Linked DNA regions of Danio rerio: region 2 is linked to region 1. A link is a contact called in public Micro-C data. All regions are on one chromosome and are shown on one strand. The core of a region is the stretch at or near the end of the contact, and the rest is flanking DNA. Distances in the headings are between cores, read along the strand shown. Region 1 holds the start of glra1 (glycine receptor, alpha 1). Region 2 holds the start of slc36a1 (solute carrier family 36 member 1).

What was found. Hi-C and Micro-C count contacts between places; a contact is called where the count stands out from the background.
Region 2: a Micro-C map of caudal fin shows a contact between it and region 1, with 4 times the contacts expected there. The contact joins the promoter of slc36a1 here to the promoter of glra1 in region 1. A contact is called at or near these places in 2 of 18 Hi-C or Micro-C datasets (caudal fin and an unstated tissue) and 1 of 4 datasets of contacts at active chromatin or transcription factors (embryo).

What each region holds. Positions count from the first base shown.
Region 1 is chr14:30,090,304-30,096,690 of GRCz12tu, forward strand. It overlaps glra1 (glycine receptor, alpha 1), which reads left to right and starts at 1,307. Exons shown (of 9, transcript NM_131402.1): 1 at 1,307-1,445. The coding sequence starts at 1,399.
Region 2 is chr14:30,260,118-30,266,737 of GRCz12tu, forward strand. It overlaps slc36a1 (solute carrier family 36 member 1), which reads left to right and starts at 1,267. Exons shown (of 13, transcript XM_073921867.1): 1 at 1,267-1,390. atox1 (antioxidant 1 copper chaperone) reads right to left here and starts at 113. Exons shown (of 4, transcript NM_001256633.3): 1 at 17-113. The coding sequence starts at 22.

The DNA.
Region 1 (6,387 bases), core at 57-2,556:
AAATAAAAGTTAAAAATGTATATATATATATATATATATATATATATATATATATATATATATATATATATTTTTTTTTTTTTTTTTTTTTATATGTTAAGTTTGTAGTTATGATTCTCCTAAAATCATTCCGCATAAATCCGCAGATACATTTTTTTTAACAAAATATCCGCTGATTCTGCTGAGTCCTACTTATTACTTTACTTATAGTGTTAGACAAGATGCCATGCATGATGTCAATGAAGTTTATCCTTTTCAATTATTTGTGTTTTTCTAATTTAGTATTTTTTATTTGTTTTTGTTTGTTTATTAGCCAATAATTTTATTAAAAAAACTTTTTAACAAACAATTTTTGGTATAGGCTAGTTTATCCTTGATCTTTTAAACAATGCAATAAACACAAGTGCAAACTGCTTGCTCAGAAATAGGCAACGAGTTATTCACTGCAGCTCTCTGCCATGTCCCTTTTGGTAGTATGTTTTGAAAACTGTGCCATACATAATTCATATAGCTACTAAGCCAAAAGAGCGTAGCCCTCCAAGTCCAACATATGGCAGTGCCCCTCGCCAATCCGTGGAGGGGGCATTTGTCTGGAGTGCCATTCAGACCAATGACAGCAGCATGTGGGCGTGTGTTGAGAGTGTGTGAGGTGCTTTTTGAGTTTAGTAAATGACTGCAGCAAGAAATACTGAGGGGCTGAGAGGCTTGTGAGCGATGGAACAGACTCTGTGTACTGAAATATCAACGTTTGGGCTTTTCTGACGAGGATTCGAGACAAAAACAAAATGAGCAGCGTCTCCTAACTGGACCAGACAATGGAAGTAGCTTCATGCAGCACTAACAATTCACCCCTGGGAAACAAGTACGCACTAAATCAGACTACCTCAGCCAGAGGTAGCTAAAACTAACGTGTGGCTCGAAAGCGACACATTTCTTCATTGGGATGCATGTACAAAGAAGCGCGGAGGGAAAGAGCAGACGCATATGTATATTTCCCCAATGACTTTGATGGCTGCGAGGAGGTATAGTGTATAGTTTCGTTTCTTTCAAATGTTTGCGATGGAGCGTCTGTGAATATTCTTGGCGACTGCGCATCTGATGCTGCTATGGATCGTCCGGAATGAACATCTGAATTTATCTCGTCGAGTTTTTTCCACAGCGCCGCTTCTTCCACCTGAAATTCCGCAACCCGCGTGAAACAGGAGCTCCGCTTCACCTACACAGTCGCTGTCGGGAAAATGACCAGCTCGTCTGTATGCTCTTGAGATTTGTTTGGCCTTTTTGGGAATCTGAAACGAGCAAAGGACGAATTGTTCACCTCAGAAGTGCGAGAAGAAGGAATTGTAGGGCGCGCTGAGCTGTAGCTTAACTACATCCACTCATCTCCAACCTGACACAATGTTCGCACTCGGGATTTATTTGTGGGAAACTATTGTATTTTTCAGGTACGTATCACCTTGTTTTGATGCAAAAGTGTTATTGTTTTTTACTCAAACACAATATTTCATTGTTTTCCATTGAAATAGATGATTTCTTTAGCTACTTTTCCTGAGAATGTTCTGTTTAAGAAGGTAGATGAGATGCCATGTAGCAGTGATTGACTCCGTGGCCTGCTGGTTCATCTGATGAAATATAATGCCTGCTAATTAAAAATAAACTAAGTCATAATTCCGTGTCATTCATCCAAGTCAGAAGAAGTAAGGATTCCTTTTAAATTTGACTAAACAGCGAACACTAGTGGTCATTTAGTGGATAGAAAGTTATCAACAGGCTTATGAAGGAAAGTCACTTACCTATTTAACAAACAATTAAGTGGAAGCAAAATAACTTTCAGAATAATTGATTTTTTTTATAAATTATAAATGACTAACTGTAAATCTATAATATAATTAATTTGTCTTGTGCTGCTCAGCCTTTTAGCAACCCTCACGCACTTAGCGATAAACCGTTATAAAGATGCACTAGCATTTTTGTATTGTGTTGTGTAAAATCAATGCCATAAATAATGTCTGTATTTTTGTTACTATTATTATTATTATTATTTATTATTATTATTATTATTATTATTGTTGTTGTTTTTATTGTTATTATTTTATTGGTAGAGAATAATCAAGCTCTGTTGCCATGGTTACATCGTCACGTAACATCGATTACCATGTATTTAACACGCAATAAAGTTGTAAACTTTTAATTTGTGAAACGATATTAAAATGTTTTTGAAATTATGTAAAAAATTCCACACTAGACCTATATATTTTTCTTTTTCTTTTTTTTTTTCTTTTTTCTGTGGAACCCTAAGCATTATTTAAGAATCCATAACATTCATAATTCTCAACTTAAACAATGGAAACTGTGTTGTGGAATATATTAATATATATTCTTATGCACAATATTTGTTTTTGTTTAATATACAAGTATGCGTAAAATGACTGAGCCATATACATGGCACTAAAATATAGGCCTGTTAATTTTTTTGTTTTTGCACAAATTATTAATTTGCAGATGCAATCTATTTCGAGCCCTCCACATATGGATTATTGAATCAAAACACTGATTATCTCAAGAATCCTCTATAAAACAAGCACATTGTGAAGCATTTTCACCTTATCTGGCCAGTGGCTTGCAGTAATTATTTTGCATTCTATGGGCACTATTTAGTTAATGAACTAGAATCAGGATATTGCAGTCTCAGCTCTTGCTGCTGAACTTTGCAGAGCCTGTTAATTGATATCTCTTTCCCAGTCTCAGCCTGCACCCCAACCTCATTGCACATGCAGACATATTACTAAACATTGATCACTCTGTCAATGCTAATTCCATTGACGAATACAAATTGTACACAAAAATAGTTTGCTCTATGATTTGAATCTCTAATTGATTTTCATATTAGAGTGCACATTTTTGTCCATGCAGGAATTGTCTTGTGAGAGGCTGCGGTGTGCATGTCACCAGAGCTGCTAAAACACAAGGCATGCATAAAGCACACATGACGTTATGTCATTGTGATGTCATACTAACATATGCAGGTAGTTGTGTGCAGTAATCCAATCAATGGCTGTAGTCAATATTAGGCATGGGCCCGTATATGATTCTGACGGTATGATAACCTTGGATAGAAATATCAAGGTTTCACGGTATTATGATTACTGCTTTAAAATATATTAAAATATATTCTTTTTAAATGTCTGGGGAAAAAACTAAAACTTTGTTCCCCTTTGAACACAATATATTTTATTTTGAGAAACATTTAAAATAATTTGTAATAGTAAACATGTCAGGCTATATATAGTTTCAATGTTAAACCGGCATCTTTGATGTCTTTTCTGCTGGAGATAAAAGAAAATGTAAATAAAAAATACTTTTTATTACGTAGGAATGGTATAACAGGAAATTTTGGCTGTTTTAAAATTTTGTTGTCCCATGCCTATCCAATATATACACCTCATAATACATATGCTGAGCAAACCGTATTTTATCCCAATGAAATCTACCAAAGGACTACTTAAATATTATATTAATCTAACATTAAAAGAAATATCATTATATCAAGTCAAATTTAAATATAATTGTTTTATATTATGCTACATAAACAGTAAAAAAGTATACCTATAAATAGGGCTGTGCGATTTGGGGAAAATATCTAATTGAGATTTTTCTGACAGATATCGCTATTGCAATTTGATTTGCAATTTAATTTCATAGTCAAGCTTCAGGTCAATAATCTGCAAGCTGTGACAACAATTCTGCGACAGCTCTTGAAAATTACCTGTTTTTGTTTGGTGTCTGTGACTTTGAAACCAAAATATTCCTATATTACTGATGTTCTGTTTTTCTTTTATGTGTCTATTAATGCTTCTAAAGCAGCAGACGCCACTTTCACAATTGTTCACGCTTTCCTATTTTTTTGTTTTGTTTTGTTTTTTTATTGTGGGCATTCCGCATAGTTCGGTTGTGCAAATGTGATTGGGCAGAACGAAAGTGTGCTCACTCAATTGGCTAGTAAGAGTATCACACACAGACGGCAGTCATGTATATGCTCTAGGCGGGGAAAATTAGAACTAATCGTAACGTTTCAAATTGCGATTGCGTTTCAATTTCGATTAATCACACAGGCTTATAAATACTATTTATCTGCATTTCTAGAAGTAAAGGATATGCCATCACAACCATTTAAATAAATAATATGAATGCTTTGTGATTGTGCTGTACTGTACGTTTCGTATAAGCAGAAAAAATGAAAAGCAAGGGCTTTCTGTAGTCCTTTGCCAATGTCCTTGTACTCCCCCTTTTTTGTGTATTAAGTATACAATGTCATTTGAGTACCAGTTTTCATGAAAACCCATTTCATGAAAATTTACATTAGTGTTTTTGTCAAATATCTTCATGATAAAAACTGAAATAATTGCATTTGCTTCAATTAATTACTAAAATACTTACTATAAGAGATTAGCATCAGTTTATTTTCAGTCTCTCTATTGAGCAGGTAGCGACAGCAATCAAACAGAAGCAGATGCATATCTATACTCTCCCAATTCCCTCATTAAAAGTGAATGTAAATGACTGAAAGGATGGCTAGTTCAGTATCTGAAGAACAAAAAGCCTATATATAGTCGGTTTATTTTTAGGAAGGTTTGTTCCTAACTGCTGAAGCCTCATTAATAATCAAAGACAGAATCATACCACAAATAGCACTGACCCATCACTAGAGATGCTTCTTTTGATTTCGGATCGTTCTTTATGTCTGAAAAGGTTTTTATTCATCGATATATGCGGTAGCAGTTGGAGCACCTTTGGGCTTGTACTGAAATGTTCTCTTCTGTCCTTCAGTTTTGTAGCCGCATTGACAAATTGAGTGCGGCTTGAAGAAATGCCATCTTGGTGCCAGAGAGGCCTTTGATTTCTTGAGTGTTACACGATCAATAGGGATTGTGTTCATCAGTGGTCCTAAGAACATAATGAGCTACACTTAGGGCTAATGATTGGATCCTCGCATTTAAAGTATGCAGGTCTCTGGGTTGTTTGCATATATTTTCTGGCAGGATGCTCTGGTTTGGTTCCTGCTGCATCAGCAGAAAGATCAGGCCCTCTCCACTGCTTTGACCGGCATCGATCAAGGTTCATTTGTTCAGCGCTGCCTTGATCAGTGAAACTATTAATTACGAAAGATGCACATTACAGTATGTATCCAGCTGACTCTCTCCTGTGTGTCAGTGCAGTGAGATGGCTATGCAGGAAAGCAAAACTAATAGAGACTGTATCCTCAAATTTCACAGTGTCACAAAGAATAGCGTGTTTGCGTGAAGAGTCTATAGTGATGGAGAAAAGCTGTGGGAGAGACTCAATAATCTGGCATGCCATGGCTAATCTCATTATGCTGGCATTGCAGAATTGTACATTAAACACAATGAAATGTGTTTCTTAACGTGTGAGAAACAATCAACGCGTTATTTGACTAAAGCTGGATGTATTTGATCAAACGAGCTGTGTTAATTTATTACAATTGTAAATAACTGTTTAGTGTATTTTAAAATGTTATTTACTACTGAGATCACAGCATTTATTACACATTCTTCACATGAGCATTTAATAATCATTCTAATCAATTTAAATATGATTTTGTGTTCAAGAAAGTTGCTGTTATTGTTATTATTATTGTTGTTGTTATTAGTATTATTTTCAATAATATGATTGTTTTATATATACAGTTAAGTCAGAATTATTAGCCCCCCTGAATTATTAGCCCACCTGAATTATTAGCCCCTCTGTTTATTTTTTCCCAATTTCTGCTTAAAAGCAGATTTTTTCTACACATTTATAAACATAATAGTTTTAATAACTCATTTCTAGTAACAGATTTATTTTATCTTTGCCATGATGACAGTAAATAATATTTTACTAGATATTTTTCAAGACACTTCTATATAGCTCAAAGTGACATTTAATGGCTTAACCAGGTTAATTAGGGTTACTAGGCAAGTTATTATATAATGAGGGTTTGTTCTGTAGACTATTGAAAAAATATATAGCTTAAAGAGGCTAATAATATGAACCTGCTTTTACTCTAGTCGAAATAGAACAAATAAGACTTTCTCCAAAAGAAAAAAATATTGTCAGACATACTTTGAAGATTTCCTTGCTCTGTTAAACATAATTTGGGAAATATTAAAAAAAATTATATTATTATTATTATTAATATTATTATTGTCATTAATGGTATTATATACTGTATGTATATATATATATATATATATATATATATATATATATATATATATATATATATAATTTATTATCATTGTCGTAATTATTATTATTAATATTATTTATTTTATTTTATTATTATTATTATTTTTGTCATTAATGGTGTTATTATTTATATATTAATAT
Region 2 (6,620 bases), core at 17-2,516, 170 kb after region 1:
TAAAGGGGGTAATTACCGTCATGATCGATCAGACTGTTGCTGCAAACTCAAGTCTACAGACTCGATTTTGCTGGCACTGTTGCTGGACGGTCAGGTGACGCACTGTTTCCTTTAGGGCTCATCAATAAACTATCAGTTTCTGACAAAGCGTTCATTCGCACCACAAAAAACACGTGGCATTATTAAACTAAATTGATTATATGTTTGTTGTTTGTTTGTTACTGCTCATTTAAATTAATGTTAATGCTGTCATCTGAACCTTGGTGCTCTACACAAAAGTGGAGCGAAACTGGATGAAAGATGGGTCCCAATCTGTTTCAGACTCTGGTGCAGTTTAAATGTAATGTAAATGCAACATGAACAAATAAGGACATCTAAAGCTAATAACAGGACCCACATGACCAAAACCAAACATATTTCTTGTCATACAGTCATGGAATTGCCATGTCGTAAATGTCTATTCCAGATGTCTTGGTATTGTTTTGACTCATTTACACATTTTATAAGCTCCTCACAAGTCCGATTTAAATACCATCCCCACATGAAAAAAATTGAACCATACTAAAATACTTGAAATAGTTTGTTATTGTAATAGTCCCTGGTAATACAACAAATAGTGTCAAAAACCCAATAGTGTACCAAGTTTCTACAACTAGAAAATATACTACTATACCAATTTACTGTTGAGTTTACTGCAGTATTTTGTTACACTTTATCAGTTTGCTAATACCGTAATAACAGTTAGCCTGTGCTCTGTAAATATAGTAAAAGACACTTTAATATAATATGGTTCAAATAGACTAGTGTTTACTACATAGTATTTTCCATATACATCTACAGATACAACGATATATTCAGCAGCACACAACATTTTGTTGGATATCGCATCAGAAGTGATATCAAACGTTTTAAACGTAAAACACATTTTTTAGATGATCCCTTGTTTTTGTTGCTCTCTAAATAAAATTAAGCAAAATTAAATAATTAAATTAAATACGTTCAAATTAAATTAAGTTGAGAACTGTAATAATAAAAAGTTTGTTAATTTCCTTCATTAAATTTGTTCATTAAAAAGTACTAAAGCATACAGCTTCCGTCATACTCTGTACGTCATTTTGATTTTGCAAAAGCTGCAATGTTTTAAAAGTGTATCGTTAACTTTTTGATTTTTAAAACAGAAACACGGAAACGTAATCCGTGAGAGACCGCGTTGAAGTGAAATCAGCTGACATGTGTCATGTGACAGCAGAGCGAGGACGCAGAATCAGAACAACAGAGTCGTTCAGCGTGTCGGATCATCTTGTCTCTTTTCTGTCATAGCATGTCCGGGTTAAAATATGGACTTTATTAGGTTTATATAGTTGGTTAATATCATTCAGCGGTGCTTGCGGTAAGTCTGATTCTGTCATTTCATGTACAATATGATACGTGCTAATGCTGAGCTACATCTTGTAGAAAGCCTGCTGAGCCTTCGAGGGTTGTGACATCACTGACATCATGCTGATATTGAACTTATTACCGGTTATTTATGAAAAGCATTTATTACCACAGATTATTGAATTGATCCAGACGAGGTCTTAAATAAAAAACAACAACAACTCAATACTGGATAGCTTTTGTAGTATGAAACAAATGTGACTACATTGTTAACAATATGTGTAAATTAAGCAGTTTTTAACTGTAATATGAACTGCATTTTACTGCAGGGCAGTTATGCAGTATGTTAATGTATTTTAAAGTTTGTGAAAATTGCTGTACATTTTAAAGTAAAGAAATAGACATAATTCTGTATACATGTACAGCAAGATAATGGTGCCATACATGTAAATACAGTATTTTTGCTGTAATTTATTTTCAGTAAATTACTGATGAACTGCTATTAATAAGTTACTGTAGATTTTGCTGACATTACTTACAGGTAACATTTTAATATTAGGTTTTCTTTTGTTAACATTAGTTAGTATGCGCTGATGGTTTGAGTATTACCACAACATTTCTTAATTTTAGAGCCTAGCCCATACCTAGGGCCAGACAGAATCTGCGACCATTTTTAGCTATTTCTGCAGAGAATTTTGTAAAAAAAATCTGCGAATTTATGCAGATTTTTTATTTTGGAAGTTTCATAATTAAAAATTTAACCTATGATTTAAAACATATTAGCTTTTTAAACTTTTTATTTAATGTTTACAGTGCAAATCTAATTAGATCTACTTATTTGGTAAACAAAGCAAGTCTCTTATATAATATGTCTACTAAAACACAGAATTTATTACTTTACAAACTGTATTGTAAATAAATCATATGAAGATTTTCATATTAGGCAAAAATATTACTAAAATTAATTACAAAACTGGATAAATATAAATTTACACACATTTACACAAGTAAATAAATAGACTCAATAATGGGCCAAAAAATCAAATTTTAAATTGTCCCAGTACTTGCAAAAATTTTGCAAATATGTGGATGACAGAAGATATCTTAAACTGTTTAAATATTTACAGCTAAGAAATTGTGGACATTACAGAAGCATTAAATTAGATTTGTTTAGGTTTGTATTCCTTTTGGATCATCCTGTACACTCAAGCTTGTTTATTTATTTATTTATGATGAAGGAAAGCAAAATAATTGTAATTAAAGGCAAACATATAATATTAGTAATGTTTATTTACTGAATAATCCACTTTGTTTTGTGGAAGATGGGTTAAAATTTTAAAAAGTTATTCGTCTTCCTATTTTTTGCCATATAATTTGAAAACAAAAAGTTTAAAGAGATTTAACAAACAGTTCATTCAATAATATGAAAAAAATAAAAACAAGCAAACCAGTGTATTACTCTATAAATTAACTGTCGTGACATATATAATACTTTGATTTTCATTAAATGAGATCAGTGTTAATGTTAATTTTTCTTCCGAAATAGTTAGTACGTAAATTAGGAAAGGAAAAGCCCTCAAATTTGGCTGTTCTGACATGGAACGCTCCATCAGAAATCCTCAAACTGTGACCTTAACTATGTTTGCATTGGATTTAGCATATTGACTTGAGACTTTATATTTAGAACATCTTCCTCGTGACATGTCTATTAAATCTACATCAATATCAAGCGAACTGCATCATCACGAAAGGCTTTTATTTTCCCATTGATCTGTTTTCATATTGATTCAACTTTTACATTCCAAGACATTGAGGAGTCAATGGGAAAATGTTCAAGGCAAAACACTGACCACTCCAAAGTCAAACATTGATTTTAGATACTGTATGACGGCACTGAATAGAGACATATCATGCGACAGTGTTGTTGTTCATATTTATGTTTCATTTAATAACCAAAAATACTGATAGCTTCAGTCAGGTTATATTTAAACTGAGTGGTTTGCAGTTTAATATTCATAACAGTTGAGACAGCCTGTCATTTGTGTTTTAATAACTTGCTTGTAATTAACAGCGCCTGAATGAATGTGCGGAATCGCCTTGGTTGTTTACACCCATGTGTTTTGGAATGGTTCCAAACAGTTGTGACATATTTCTGAGACTGTTGTGAATATTAATGTCCATTACAAAACTCGCATGGGTGTCAGAATGAATATACACTTCCCGTCAAATGTTTGGGATGTTTTAAAAGAAGCCTATACTGCTTATTAATGCTGTGTTTTTGGATCAAAAATACAGTAAAGCTTAGAGCTGCATCATATTACAAAAATCGGGTATTGCAATATTTTGTTTCTTTGCGGTTTTTATTGCAATGTTAAAATAATTCCACCAGATAGCTTGAATAGCTCAATTTGGAAAGAAATCCTAAATTTTGATTAATTGAGGGGCGTTTTGTAAGGGTGTGAATCATGTATACAATATATAATAAAATAAACAACATGCAAGCAAAATTAATTACTATAGAACAAAGAAAAGGTTCAAATAAACAGTTCTTTATGCTTTTCCGGAGAGTCAAACAATGTTCAGACACAGAAATTGATTAATAAATGTAAAAAATAAAACTGTATATAGTCCTCGTTCTAATAATTTAGTAAAATTATTCTACATTAAAGTTACTAGGATATTTTTTTGTGCCTAAGTATTTTAGGCTCACTTGAAATGCAAATGGCCTACTATGGTTATACTTTACAATGGCACCACAATGTATTCTCAGTTGTTGTGCTGATTAACCATAATCCCAAATATAGTTATAAAATATAAAATTGCATATCCTACGATGTGGCTACTGTGGACACACTCATTGCGATATTGATACTGAAACAATACATTGTGCAGCCCTAGTAAAAATTGTGAAATAATAATGTTATTTAAAGTAAATTATATTCTTATTATATGTACTGTGTTTAACATTTAATCATTCCATTATAATATGCTAATTTGCTGTTAAGTTAAACAATGATTTATTATTGATGCTACTCAATCGTTAATAATGATTCTAACAGTTATGAATAAAACGGTTTTCTTGCTGTATTTTCCTGTTTTTTGGGAGGATTCTTTCATAGACAGAAATGTGTAAAGACAGTATTTATTTTGAATAAATTATCGTTATTGTTATTAATGTAACTTTACTTTCACTTTTTTACTTTTTTGAACAACTTAGTGTGCTCTTAGTGAATAAAAGCAAATCCATTTTAATAGTACTTTTGAATGATACTGTTTCACAGTTTCCACTTCTACACTGATACCAATAATATATGTTTGTTGAGCAACAGATTATCTTATTTAGTTGATTTCTGAAGAATAATGATGCTGAAAATTCATGACAAGATATTTTCCTGGCCTGGAAAAGTTTTGGACAAACAAACCAACCCAAAATATTTTTGAAAAGTCAGGGAAATGAATTTGTTTAACAAAAATCTATTTACTTGAATATGTTTGAGGTGATAATATTGGGTTCATTTTAAATACAATTGTGCAGTTTATCTCTTCTCTGTGTGGGGTAAAAAAGTAACTCGCAGTTTTAGCTTCGGCTCTCTTTCACTCATATACGTAATTCAAGCTACGTTTTTTAAGTGTGGTGTCCAGAAACTATCTCTTACCTACAGGGCTAAGATACTCTGGGGGCTAAAAGCTAATTTGTACTATTTTTATAGGTTTTATGAAAACACAAACATTTCTAAAAAATTTGTAAAAAAATAACAAAGCAAAAAAAAAAAGCAAAAAAAAAGATATTACATATGAAAAAAAAATTACTTGTACGCAGACATTACATGAGAAATTAGGTCATGAATATTTACCTGAAAGTTTTGAAAAAGTTCTGGAAAAGTCCTAGAATTTTTTCTAGAATTTTTACTAGAATTAGTAAAAATGTGTATTAACTCTAAATAACTTAAAATGTTTAAATGGTATTAATACTTCTCTATTTTTACTGTATTTTTGATCAAGTAAATGCATCCTTATTGATTAGAATAGGATAAAAAAAATAAACAAATATTAATTATTCCAAATTAGGACTCAACAATAAGGACTACCTGATGGCCCGCCGCCAGCATGAGAGATGCTTTGGACAGTAGACAGGATCGTTACTGGCCCAATCGACCCAGTACTGCCTTGTCACTTAAGCCTATTTTTCACTGCACAACAATTTATTCATTACTTTCCAATTGAGAGTAGTCCGGGAGCTGTGTGGAGTTCCGATTATCTCCGTATGTGGAAAATTCGAATCCAATTTGAGCTGCAGATGCGTTAAAATATTCTAACTCCTGCGACTAGACTGTATGCGACCGGATGTGATGTATTTCAGTGTTTTCCAAGCAGGTCTGTGCGTGTGAGATAAGAAATAGTGTTTTTTGTCGTTATTTTTTAAATCAGAAAAAGTCTATATTATAAAATTAGTCTATTCTTAAATGAGTAATAAAATGTTTTTATTATGTCTGCACATTCCCTCCAAAAGCTGTCTGTGAGTTTCTTGTATTCATTCATTCATTCCATGGGGAATGTAAAGAGAATAAAGGCTCTTGCTTTTGTACTCCTTTATTTCGGACACCGCGAGCATCTTCTCTCCCATGGTGCACGACAAAACTGAAAATTCTCTGCGACTGCCACAAGGGGGTATATTCCGACTGTTGTATCCAAATGTCGTGTGCGGTTGGAAGGAGGCTTTAAGTTTCACTTGCCTGCGAAAATTTGTCAGTTACGTGCAAATACAGTCTTTTTGAGAAACAGTTTGTGCTTTTAAGCTTTTAATTGCCGCCATCTCTGTTGTTGTAAACACCATACTGCTTTTCAGTTTCTCTTATCTGTTTGCAAGGGTGTAGCGGTTGTATGAGATCCAAAGGTTTACATTCATATAATTATTAATCACGTGTTTCTAAATGGTCTGTCTCTAAAAGTGAGGGGGATGCTACGCCCCTTTCTGTTTGGATGTTGTGAGCACGTTATTTATTTCTCATAAACTTGTAACAATCAGTACAGTGAAGAGGTGGCAACATGGCAGCAACATCAAATTCATTCATTCATTTTCTTTTCGGCTTAGTCCCTTTATTAATCTGGGGTCGCCACAGCGGAATGAACTTACAACTTACAATTGATCCAGCATATGTTTTAAGTAGCAGATGCAGCTGCAACCCATAAGTGGAAAACATCCATACACACTAATTCACACTCATACACCACAGACAATTTAG